Linked DNA regions of Rattus norvegicus: region 1 is linked to region 2. The links are chromatin contacts, called in public Hi-C maps. All regions are on one chromosome and are shown on one strand. The core of a region is the stretch at or near the end of the contact, and the rest is flanking DNA. Distances in the headings are between cores, read along the strand shown.

The links. Hi-C and Micro-C count contacts between places; a contact is called where the count stands out from the background.
Region 1: a Hi-C map of liver shows a contact between it and region 2, with 2.8 times the contacts expected there. The contact joins the promoter of Gtpbp8 here to the promoter of Slc35a5 in region 2. A contact is called at or near these places in 1 of 12 Hi-C or Micro-C datasets (liver) and 1 of 1 datasets of contacts at active chromatin or transcription factors (oligodendrocytes).

What each region holds. Positions count from the first base shown.
Region 1 is chr11:69,450,361-69,456,784 of GRCr8, forward strand. It overlaps Gtpbp8 (GTP-binding protein 8 (putative)), which reads left to right and starts at 1,441. Exons shown (of 6, transcript NM_001025015.1): 1 at 1,441-1,791; 2 at 2,286-2,384; 3 at 3,837-3,967; 4 at 5,231-5,330. The coding sequence starts at 1,453.
Region 2 is chr11:69,154,928-69,161,353 of GRCr8, forward strand. It overlaps Slc35a5 (solute carrier family 35, member A5), which reads left to right and starts at 4,508. Exons shown (of 7, transcript NM_001191927.1): 1 at 4,508-4,690; 2 at 5,449-5,637. The coding sequence starts at 5,469. Atg3 (autophagy related 3) reads right to left here and starts at 4,353. Exons shown (of 11, transcript NM_134394.3): 1 at 3,963-4,353; 2 at 823-864. The coding sequence starts at 4,034.

The DNA.
Region 1 (6,424 bases), core at 191-2,690, 290 kb after region 2:
ATTTAAATAAGCGAGACGGCTAGCGGGTAACTGTAGGGTACAAGGAAAGAAATCAAGATTTTTTTTCCCCTCAAGAAAGTCTGTAAAGTTTGACTGGATCAATCGAAAGGGTACAGTTGTTATTTACTGTGATGCGAATGAATGCAAAAACAACAGAACGGCGGGGGTGGGGGGACATTAAGAACTCCATTTTGGACATTGTTATATTGCGCATACATATGTCTTTCTAATTTATACTGTGTTTCCTCACTAGGACTAAATTCTCTTCTCATTCTTAGCCCAGACAAACCTCTGATGTAAGAAACTAGACTCTGACTCCTAATATCTCCTTCCTATGGACAAAACACCAGGAACCAAGATGATGCCAATCAGGTTTAGAGTTATTCCTGGAACCCTACAAGATCCCAACAGATGTGATCTTCTCCAATACTGATTTTGGCTTGATGTTCCTGAATTTTCACAATTATCTGTGCTCTTTATAACTCCTGTGGCAATTCTAATGGGGTTAGCTCTCTTAAGCCCCTCCTTCTTCTAGTTTTCTATCCTCTCCCTAGCAGGTCTGCTATAAGTGTCTAATCTTAGATCTTCTGCCTACACTAGAGATTAGGGAAGAGTTTGATCACTAGAGCCTGCGGAAAATACAGTATATGTTGACTCTAAGGTTTATGTGCCTGGTATATGCAGATGCTTTAAAAAAAATAATGGAGTGACAGAGCGCAGAATGATTAAATGTTTGCGGTGGCTTGAATGACAATGGCCCCCCATGTGTTTGTATGTTTGAATACTTGCTCCCCAGTTTGGGGAACTGTTTGGAAAGGATTGGAAGGTAGGGCCTTGTAGGCTTAGAAGGTGTGGCTGTGTTGGGTGGGTGGTGTGTATTTTGAGGCTTCAAGGGCCTCCTGCTGTTCCCAATTCTGTTTCTGGTTTATGGATCTTTGTCCGTTCTCAACTGCAGCTCCAATGCTGTGCCTGCCAGAGAGATACAGTCCCTTCTCTGAAAACAAGTTGCTATTCCAACCACATTTCTCACCTGCTCATTTAATTTTTGCAAACATGTTTTTCTCAGTTATGTGAACTTATGATAAATGTCAATCAGCAATAAAACGACCGGAAACAGAAGACAAAACGGGGGTTGGAATCCACTAGAGTTTGTCACTATGGCTCCTTCCCTTGAGACTCAAAGATCACAGGACAAGGTAGGTTTTCCGAATCCGGAAACCGCTGAAGACCAGAACACACCAATCTGATACATAGTTGGTAAGGACAAGGTGTTAAAAAAAAAAAGTCAATGGGTTTTCCCCTTTCTATCAGAGGTGATGAGAAGCTTGAACAGGCAAGAAGGCCCTAGAAAACTACAATTCCCAGCAGGCGCCGCGGCAGTGAGATTTCTCTCTTGTGCTGTCCAGGTCCTACGAATAAAATCCAGTCGCGAGGATTCTGGGAGAAAAAAAAATGGCGGCTACTAGGTTATGGCATAGAACGGGAAGGCTCCTTGAGATAGCGTCGGCATTTGGGCCTTGGCCCGGGGTTTACAGCACGTCCCCTGCCTTCGCTGAAGTACTAAGGATGCCACAGAAACAGCTAAGGAAAGTAGTGTACCCGCTGCGGGAACTGGAGCAGCACCTCGTCACGGACTCTAGGCCTGGCCTCATCGAACAGAGACTCTTCGACCCGAGCCTGGAGGACATCGGGAGGGCGGAGAGCGTCTTCGCCGCCACGGTCCGGAACCGCATTGAGTACCTCAGCTCCGCCGTCCGCCTAGACCACGCCCCGAGTTTGCGGCAGCCGGAGGTGAGATTGACCGGCTTGTCTACTGTAGGTGCGAGAGCTTGAGTTCGCTTGCGCTCTTTTCCCGTCACCAGAAAGCTTTTCAAAAGCAAAAGAAAGCACTCAGTGTGGATGCACCGCGTGTGTGCGGTGCCGGTGGAGGACCGCAGTGAGCCCCAATGTGGGTACTGGGAATCGAACTCCGGTGTTCTGGAAGACCAGCCCGTGCTTTTTTATTTTTATTTTGGTTTATGTGTGTTTTGCGTGCATGTATGTCTGTGCACCACATGGCTTGCCTGTTGCCCTCAGAAGACAGAAAAGGACATCAGAGCCCGTTGGAACAACTGTTTCAGGCAGTTGTGAGCAGCCATGTAGACTGGGACTCCAATCCTATAGTAGCAAGTGCACCTAACCACTGGGCCATCTCTCCAACCCTGAAAATACATTTAATAAATAAACCACTATTCAGTTTTGAGAATACTAAGTACTCCATTCTCCTTTCCTCCTTCTCATACTAGGTGTGTTTCATAGGCCGAAGCAATGTTGGAAAATCCTCTTTGATAAAGGCCTTATTTTCCATGGCCCCTGATGTAGAAGTCAGGATCTCAAAAAAACCGGTATGCTGGGTATCTCTTGAATTTATAAAATGAGACCTAAGTATTGGCAGGTGCAAGAGATCATAATTGCTAAATTCCTAGAGAAAAGATTTTTTTTAAGCATGTAATTATTAGTGCCTGTATATTTTCTGCAAAAAGTATGGACAGCTGAATTGACTTTAGTAGTCTTGCCAGTAGCTAAAGGAAAGCATCCTTTGTCTAAAATTTTCCTTAGTTGCCAAGTTAAGTATTTTATTGCTTTAAGTATTTTCTGATGCCTTCTATAATGAGGGTGTAGTTCTACATTGGTTATGGGGTAAAAAGGGTTTAAGTTGCTTTTTCCTCCGTAATCTTGTATATTTTCTCCATTCATGCACTCATACATTCTTGTATATATTCCAGATGTGTGCATTCTTTTACCCAGGGCCATGCTGTGCCTTTCTTCACAGATAACTCTGCTTGACTGGGCTTCTGCTATTTTCTCCTTCCTTCTACTTCCTTTTCAATGATGCAGTCAACTGGTATCTAAAAGAACCTTTTCTCAAAACTCACCCCTGGCCCTACCATAGTGTCTGTCTGAGGAAACACTTCCACGAGCTGTGATGCTCACTGCCTACCCCCCACCCCCCCGGGGAAAGTTTAAGCCCTTTCACAAAGCTAGCTTTTTGCTCCCCACCGCATGTAGTGGGATGTCTGGCTTCATCACTAAGGATTCCATTCTTCACCCCTGTTCTTCCTCAGCAGATAAGACAGCTAAACGGTGAATTCTAAATAGAATGAACTTCATTCTTATAGAAGAGAATGAGAGAGAAGGTGTATTCTTTTCATTTTCAAATACACAATTCCAAAACCACTTTCTAACAGACATTAAGCCAACCAAGAGCCTAATCATTTATAAAAAAGCCCTCTCCTTTGATCCAAGAGTTGACTTTAGTTTGTTCAACTTTCCTTTTCTGATTCCTAAGTGTGTCACAAATGCAGAAGCACAAGTAGCCATAGTTTATCTTTGCAAAACATCTTGGTTTATGGAAACACTAGTCTGCAGATGATGAATGTCAGGCTTTCAATCTGGGAGTTATAAGAGTCTGTATGATAGGACAAATGTTTTTTCAGCACGTTCCTCTGTATACATTGTTCATCAGAGAACTGGCTGATGGCAAGCATACAGCCTAAATCTGGATGGTCTTCAAAGACAGCAAAATAGAAATGATCCTAAAGTATTTTGTCTGTGTATTTCTAATATGAAATGTAAAGTTTTTAAGCCAAGCATATTTTGTAAAATTTGGAAAGATTTAATTATTGGCGGCCACTTCTCTCCACCTTACTTCTCTTTGTATTCACAGTAGTTCAGAGTATATACTTCAACTGTTAATAAGTATTTGTTGATTGAATACTTATGTTGATGAACATTTCTAGGCATGAAATAAAGGATATATTTTAAGCCAGCTTTTTTGTTTTCATTTATTTTATTAGGGGCACACAAAGAAAATGAATTTTTTCAAAGTTGGAAAACATTTTACCTTGGTGGACATGCCAGGGTATGGCTATAGAGCACCCGAAGACTTTGTTGACATGGTAGAGACTTATCTAAAAGAACGAAATAAGTAAGGAACTTTTTTCTTACAGTTGTTATACATTTAGCCCCAAAACACTTTTTAAAATCAAGGGGATTCTACAGATGACAGATACTTCAGACTTATCAAACACCTTACTTATTTAGCCCCAAAACACTTTTTAAAATCAAGGGGATTCTACAGATGACAGATACTTCAGACTTATCAAACACCTTACTTGTAGGTGTACTTTATCCTTCTGTAACTCTACAATATTGCGAACCAGGGTATACACTGCCTGTTTAGCGTCTGCCTAGCTCAGGGAAGTCTTAACTTCATTTATTTTATCAAGCTGAAACTATCAAGAGTATTCTACAGCTAGTTCATCCGTTTCAAACAAAACAAAACAAAAACAACAAAACAAGCTCTTAGCAGGCTAATTTTGAAAATGAAAATTGTTAGCTAATCGATTTAAATAAAATTCAGTAAACTCTGTCCACTAAGTCATCATAGACTCTGAAAATGTTATATATATTCTTTGGTCTCCATACATAATCAAGCAGTAATGTTTCAAGAGTCACACAATCTCGAGGAAAATAATGTTAGGCTTCTGAAGTGTAAAAAAGTAATCATAAAAAAAGGACTAGGGATGTAGTTCAGTAATAGACTACTTGTCTAACTTGTTAAAAAGGCTCTGGATTTGAACTCAGCTTCACAAACTTGAAAAAAATATATATGTATACATAAAAATATATGTGTGTGCATATGTGTGTATCTATATATATAGTATATATGTAAACATTTCATTTCTTACAACTTTATATATAAATGATGCAAAATTAAACTAATATTAAAAATTATAATAATTTTGGGCTGGAGAGCTGGCTCAGCAGTTAAGAGCACTGACTGCCCTTCCAAAGGTCCTGAGCTCAATTTCCAGCAACCACATGGTGACTCACAACCATCTGTAAATCTGTAATGGTATCTGATGCCCTCTTCTGGTGGTCTGAAGACAGCAGCAGTGTACTCATTGAAATAAACAAATGTTTTTTAAAAAATTATAATAGTTTGATTTTTGTCTCCTTTTTCCATTAGACTTTGTAGGGTCTTACAGGAGAGGGTCTCGTTTATATTGTGTCAAGTCTCAGTCAGTTTAATATGTTCTTATTGAAATAAACTGGTATTTGACAAATTTTGGAAGTACAGCAAATGGCATTGAGTACTATTAGACTACAGGATGGAGTTCCTAGGATGAGAGAGACACATGAATGAGTGTATCTTACATTGCCATTTATCTTCCTTCTATTCTTACAGTTTGAAGAGAACATTTTTATTAGTGGATAGCGTTGTTGGAATTACAAAGTTAGACAATATCGCCATAGAAATGTGTGAAGAATTCGCATTGCCTTATGTGGTAAGTGTTTCCGTAGACTCTTGGTGGTAGTTAGACTCATGTTTGGTATACATCTGAATATGCAAATATACTTGTTAGTAATGAGCAGGCATTTCCTCAGACGGTAAAGGAGTGGCTGGGGAGATGGGTCCATGTGTAAGAATGTTTGCTACACAAGCTTGAGGACCCGAGTTTTAATCCTCAGCACCCACTTAGAAAGCTGTGTGACCACGTACATGCCCATAACCCTGGTGCTATAGAGGTTGGAGACAAGAGGACCACTCAGTTTGCTGGCTACCAACTTAGGTCCAGGTTCAGAGAGGCCCAGGCTCAAAGGAAGGCAAGTGATAGGATAGACACATGTCCTCTGGTCTCCAGAGGCAGACACTCGTGCAAGTGTCCTCACACATGCACACACTTAGACACACAAGCATAGATCATGTACACAAAAGTTCTGTGACACTTTCATATTTTTTCCTTCAGTTTTAAGCTTTTAAATGTATGGAGTATGTATATGTGTGCGTGTATATGCATATTCCACATGTATAGAGATACCTTTGAAGGCCAGAAGAGGGAACAGATTTCTCTGAAGCTGGAGTTACAGGAGGTTGTGAGCCACCCACCGGGGGTGATGAAAACTGAACTACTCAGCCTCTGAAGGAGCATGTGCTCTTAAGAGGCCAGAGCCATCCCTCCCACACAAGCTTTTAAAGTTACAGTCAGGGTTTTCTAAGCTGTTCATGTGTGCTCTTAGATGCCTTTGCATCCATGGTGTTTTTTACGGCAGCACAAACATTTGTCCAAAACATGTTTCTAGCTCTGAACAGCAGATCATGCTCCAGTACTTATAAAGATGTAACCAGAACTGCACAGAAAATTTACAAACCAAAACCATTCAAGGAACGTAGAAGATTCCAGCACAGCACACACAAGTAGAATTTTTATATTCTTAAAAAAAAAAATAGGGGTTGGGGATTTAGCTCAGTGGTAGAGTGCTTGCCTAGGAAGCGCAAGGCCCTGGGTTCGGTCCCCAGCTCCGAAAAAAAGAACCAAAAAAAAAAATAATAATAATAATAATAAACTCTCTGGGCTGGAGAGGCGGTTTAGTGGTTAAG
Region 2 (6,426 bases), core at 3,258-5,757:
TTTAAAGCCTTTTAATTTAGAGCCAGAGCCAGAGCCTCATCACATAATACAGCTTATTTTATGTTTCTTACAAAACAAGGAATATGATTCTATTGCTAATGAATGTTTTCAGTGAAAACTGGAGATCAATTTTAAATAAATCTGTTGCTTTTACTAAAAACAAGTAACTGTAATACAAACATAACTATTAATAAAATTGAAGTCCCTGGATAGTTTGTCTGGGGGGTGAACTATTAATGAGATCATAATGCAAACTTGTTGAACAAATAAAATGAAGAAGTGAAATTCAAAATACTGCTCTATGGGAAAAGTTTAAAAAGTATAGGGAGCAAGTAAACCCCCCACAGTTCTAACCGTACTTAACTTTCAGCACAATTTGTTTAGCAGACAAAGTGAGAACATGGTAAAATACTCAGTGTCGACTATGTAAAACTAAGCTAAATGACAGGAGAAAATCACTATCACGTTTTCCACACAATATCATAAAATATACATTTGGTCTAAACAGAGCCAAGACAGGGAAGGCCAGAGCCAGCAGGGTATATCCTGACACAGCAATAAAGACCAGTACACACGGCTATCTTTTCAGCTCCCCTTCCCAACCATCTCTTCCACACAGTTTAACTACAGAGAAATATGAGAAGCAGCAAAACAAAAAGATGTTCAATATCATCTGCTAAGGAAAGTAGAAATTCTCTTAACCTAGTTATTATAGTTACCTAAGTATAGTTTTAATAAAGACGTTTTCTAATAAAGAGAAAAAGACACTAGTCTAAAATAATTCTAACAATATAAAGGCTTTAGGGTATCTTCAACACTCACCTCTTCTGGGGTGATTACACCTGTTTCCTTAAATTTTGATTCCTAAAGAGGGCAGAAAGGATAAAAGTATTAGACTATGTTCACACTCAACTAAAAATTATCTTAGGGACAAATATTTGCCCCTCCTAGACAATGAAGAATATATTATGAAACAAACAAAACACTAAAACCTAGATATACTGTGTATAGCACTGGTCCTTGCTAACAAAGACAAATGGTATAATGTACAAATGTATAATGGAGATGCATTGCAAGAAATCGCAGTACAATCTGATCAGTGCGGTTTTTAAAAAGCATGCTAATATTTAGAGCACATGTTTAGTGGTCCTGCGTGGTGAACAAGCCACTTCATCACCAACAATGTTTTATTTAAATTGAGTTATATTAGAAACCTGCAGAAGAAATCTTTAGTATTCAATATTCCCCATTATTCTCATCTCCACCATAATTTTTTCCTCTTGTTCTGATTTACTTTCTTCTGGATTAGGTCTTGTTATCCAGGCTGAGCTGGTATGTAACTCAAATCTTCCTGCCTCAGCCTCCAGAACACTGGAATTCTAGGCACTGTGTCACTACCGCCATGTCCAGCTTAACCATGTTATCGCCATGTTAAACTTTTAACAGAATTTTCTCCTCTGAAGCAACAATGCTATTGACTAATTTTTGTTCCACATTTCTACTTACAAGATTTTGTGGTACAGTCTACAAAATAAAAAAATCCATTTGTAAATATTTTTTATTCGATAAATATTTACCACTATATGACAGTACTATTTGAGACAATGTGCTATATGCAGAAAAATAAATCAAACTCATCTTTATACCAGGAAGAAGAAAAAACATTAAGTAGGGGAGAGGTAGTATTAAAATTAAAAAAACAAAACGACAACAAAAAAAAAAAAACCCTCAACTAGGAGTTCAACTTAGCACCTCCAGAACCCAATGGAATTTCAATTGGCTTGGTCTTGTACAGGTAATCATGGGCACTCTGAGTTTGAGTTTATCAGTCTCAAAACTCCAAAATACTTTCAAAGCAGTCCTCCCAACCTCTGGCAGATGATGGGCTGCAATGAGAAGATAAGTCTGTTTTCTTCAAGTTGTGGCCCCTGGTAGGTTGTCCATGCTCCAATGGATGACCCTATACACAGATGACCCACAACCTACATACAAGCAGCAGTGATTGGGCTCAGAGGATTAAAAAGAAAACATGAAATTGACAGAGGTATATGGTGAGGGTGACCTGGAAGGAATTGGAGGGATGGATGTAATCAAAATGCATTGTACACATGTATGAAATTCTCAAAAAATAAGAAATAAACATACATACATACACACACACACACACACACACACACACACACACACACACACACACACACACATATATGATAGACAAAAGACCAAACCATAAGGCTGTTTGGAGTAAAAGCACTGCTGGCCAAGGGAGGAAAAAAATTCTAGAAGCAAGTCTGCTTGATGGAATTCTAAGGAGGGAAGCTATGCCAAAGTACTCACAAGATAAAGGAGACTGGGACTTCTAATATCCAAAGAAATCCTTCAAGATCACTATAAGGGTTTTTGCTTTACTACACAGCTGTCATCTAAACAAAGCATGCCATCTCTAAACCTTCACTTCCTAATAAAACATCATCATGTCTTTCTGGATATTTCCTTTTTTCTCTTTGCCTTCCCTTATCTAGGAGGTATCAGTAAGGATTCTTTTCACAGGAGTGACAAGGAGGGGCCATTAATCCTGCTTTCTTTTCTACTAAAAACATATGCCACACATTGCCTCCAAGCATGGCAGCAAAACACTTTAACCTCAGAACTTAGGAGGATATCTAAGAATTTAAGGTTAGCCTGGGCTACACAATGAGTTCCAAACCATCTACATCTACACAGTATATATTTTTGATTCCTCAAAAACAGTTCTACAAGTTAACAAAATGCAAGTGGTATACACAATAGCCATTTTATATTTAATTGAGAGGTATTTTGCTCATCTCTCCCCCAGACTAAAATTAAACTGATGGCACATTATTAAAACACTGTAAATCTAGACAGATACAATATTCTGGAAACATAACATACAAAAGAAGCATTTAATTCCAATGTAGAAATTATTTTCCAATTCTCAAAATAGAAGAGTAAATGTTAACTAAAATGACTGTCACAGTAAACATATAAATAAAACAAGATTCTCATTTACAATTGTTCCGAACTCTTCAAACTAGATCCAAAGATGTATTATTTTCAAAAGTATTTTAGAAATAATTATTGAAAAGCATCCCCCCCCTTCACAAGGAAAGATCGAACAGCCTACTCAGCCTATTAGCAGATTTCACCCCTGCACTAAGATTGGTAAAGTTCTAACTGAAAGCTATATACAGAACAAAAACTACGTAAATTAAATTATCTTCTCATTTACTGCTCCCTTTTTGCAAAGCAAAATCCATTTACCCTATGTAGCCTAGAAGGTGTTAAGAAAGCTCTACACGAAGCTCTGGAAATTTACTTTGGAAAACAAGTAATCATCTGTGTTAACAGCTAACCTATCAACTTTTTCACTTAAAAATGTTAGAGTGTTTCCAATCTATACAATATACAATCCGGTGTGCTGAACTGTTGCTGGAGTCCAAGATTAATAACCAGTTACGGAAACTTTAAAGGCTTGGGAAACTACAAGTTTAGCTCAAAGTTAGTAACATGTTACAATTCACTATGTTCCTCTGAAACCTAAAGAAGTTAGGAATTAGACCACCCGGAAACCAAAACTTCCTATGAAACTTGGAAGGAAAAGTGCCATACTTGTTAGCCACCAAGCTGTCATCTCTTCAAAGGTTAACCCAGTTTACCGCTTTAAAAGACTTTGAATATCAGGACCTTAGTACCTCCTGCTCCGCACCACCTCGCCTAGCACTCCAAGGTACTGAGGAATGATCGGTGGAGACAGCAGGCGCCGAGCTTCACTCTAGTTGAAGCGGGGAAGCCAGCAAGCCTTCTACACTGGCCCAGAAGCCCAAGCCAAGAGGCAGCACCCAGCCGCGCGTCCTGTCCCTCCACCTTCTAACACACCCGTCCACGCTGGGGACCCGGACTTGGGCGGCCAATGCAGAGCAAGTCAGACCCTCCCCGCTTACCTTGAGGACCGGGGTCAGGTACTCGGCCACTTCCAGAGCCTTTCCCTTCACCGTGTTGATCACATTCTGCATCCTGGGACCGGAGCAGCGATGGGGCACGGAGAGACTGTCGCAATCCGGGCCAGGGAGTCAAAAACTGCCCCGGACGTGCCCGACTGGCATCGAATCCCGCAGCGGCACCCGCCCGGCCGGGAGGGAGGGGCGGCGGCACGCGGAGGCCCGGCCCAGCTGTCACCTGGCCGCGACAGCAGAGGCCCAGCCGGCTGAGCGAGAGACGGGTGCGCGCGCAGCCCCCGGCCTTCTCGAAGCTGTCTTTCGTCCCCCAAGCTCCACTTGAACCCCTTCCGGCTTCCCCTTCCTCTTCTCACACTCTCCCAACAGCCCCGCCGCCTCCTAGGCCTCACGTGACTCGAATCTCCCGGGACACGTGACAGAAGTAGGCCCGTGGGGCGGGACCGGCCGCTCCTCGTTCAGGCCCGCCCCCCGGAAGCGCCGGAATGGGCGCGCCTGCGCAATGGGCGAGCAGGTCGCTTTTCCCTGGCACTCAGCTTTGTGATCCAGCCCTGCAAGGCAGCGGGAGAAGGGTATCTTCTCGCCTTTGTTCCCGGCTCATACTTTCCCCACCAATGGGCCTTCAAAATCTACTGCTGCTACTACGGAGCTAGGCAGTCACTATCTCAGCTCTATGATGTCCGTTCTTCCACTAGAACCTTCCCTGAGCGACTGAGGTAACCGCGCACCGCGCCCCCGCGGGCAGTGTTGCACGAGCGTGTTAGGGGCTAGGGAGCCGCCCGCTATTCCTATTGCGCATGTGTGGGAGGGTTTCCCTGACAGCGAGGGAAACCTGGCAGTGGTGGAGGAGTGCTGACCACTAGCCTTCTGTTCGCTTGCGCCCACCTGATCTCTAATTTGGGCCCGTGTCTACGGCCCTCGACGGCTCTATGTGCCCATCCTACTTGTGCGCTTTGGGCAAGTATTTACCCTGTCTGGAATTTCGTGTCCATCTGTCATGAAAAAATTGACCAGTTAGGCTCACTGGCCCAAGACGAGCCTGATGCTCCCATCCTGGCTCCGTAAAAGTCATTAGCTGTGTTTCAACTATTTGCACTGTGACTTTTTTTTTCTGTAAAAGAATCGTTCCCAGTAAGCTCTTTTTCAACTCCGAAGGAAGAGGTGCTATTAAGAGTACCCCAAAAAAGTCCATTCCAAAATTCGTTCCTTTCGGACCAAAGTTAATATGAATAAATTGCTTTTCTGCAGTCCCAGACGGTCAGTTACGCACTTCCTAACTTATATCCAATCTGGCCATCCCCTTTCTGTCTCGAGAATTGCCACTCCTATCAGATTTTGGCAGTATTGTTCGTTTCCCGTAAGTTCTCTCTGTTCTCCTCAGCCGTCTTCGTTCTGATGCAATTGTGGCCAGACATCTGCAGGTTTCCTTTTCTGTTATGCAGTCTAAAGTAGTTGCATTGTGCTTAATCCTTAGGTCTGCCGAAAGGGCTGCTTATGAGAGTGCTCTTTTTAAGACAATTTAAAAAAAGCAGTGGAATGGAAAGAAAATGCTTCAGGCGCCCCGGGTTAGGCCCACCGACTCTGTACACATTCCTGTTAGGTGTCATATTCATCACTCTAAGTTCAAGTCGCATCTTACTGGTCAAATACTCTGCCAACGAAGGTGAGTTAAGAAGTAATGTGTATGGGGTACTTGTAAGCATTTGTCTGGCGTTCTTATGAGTAAATTATACACGATACCTTTTAAAGTGCCATGCTTTAAAAGGTCAACGATAAAGTGTATTTAAAATTTAAACTTCAACCTTGTGTTCCTTGGCAAGATTTTTTGACCCTGAATGAAATTTGGATCATTCAAGTGCAAAATAAAGCAATGTGCCATAGCATCTGATTATACCTCACCCAACAAGTGTTTCCGGATCTCTGGCAAAATAGACGACTGTAGCCTATTTGGAAAAACAATATATTGGCTTAGTTTCTTGGCATTTGTGTGAGTCAGCATAATTTATCAATGGGACAGTAAAAAGTTTGGTATGTATGCTCAAACTTTTTTAAGGGTTTATGCAAACATTCAATTCCACAAAACTGCATTGGTGACTTCTTAACTATTGACAACTATAAAATCATGACATCGTGACCAAGTAGGTAGCCTACTTGGGCCCCTACCTGTGAATGTAAGTCTTAACTTCGGGTAATATTTATCTTACAGGCCTGGGCTCAGTTTAAATGGTGTGTTCGTTTCTTCCCTCGTTGCTCTGACAAAATTACCTGCCCAAAGCAGGTTAAAGGGAAAGGTTTCTCTGGGCTGGATGTCTGAGAGTAGGGCTCACCATGGCAAGGAGGGCGTGGCAGTGGAAGCTTGTAGCAGTTATTCACATGTCACCCACAGGTATCCAGAAGAGATAGAATAGGCTCGGGGCCAGAGAGATAGCCCAGAAAAGCAAAGAACACTGGC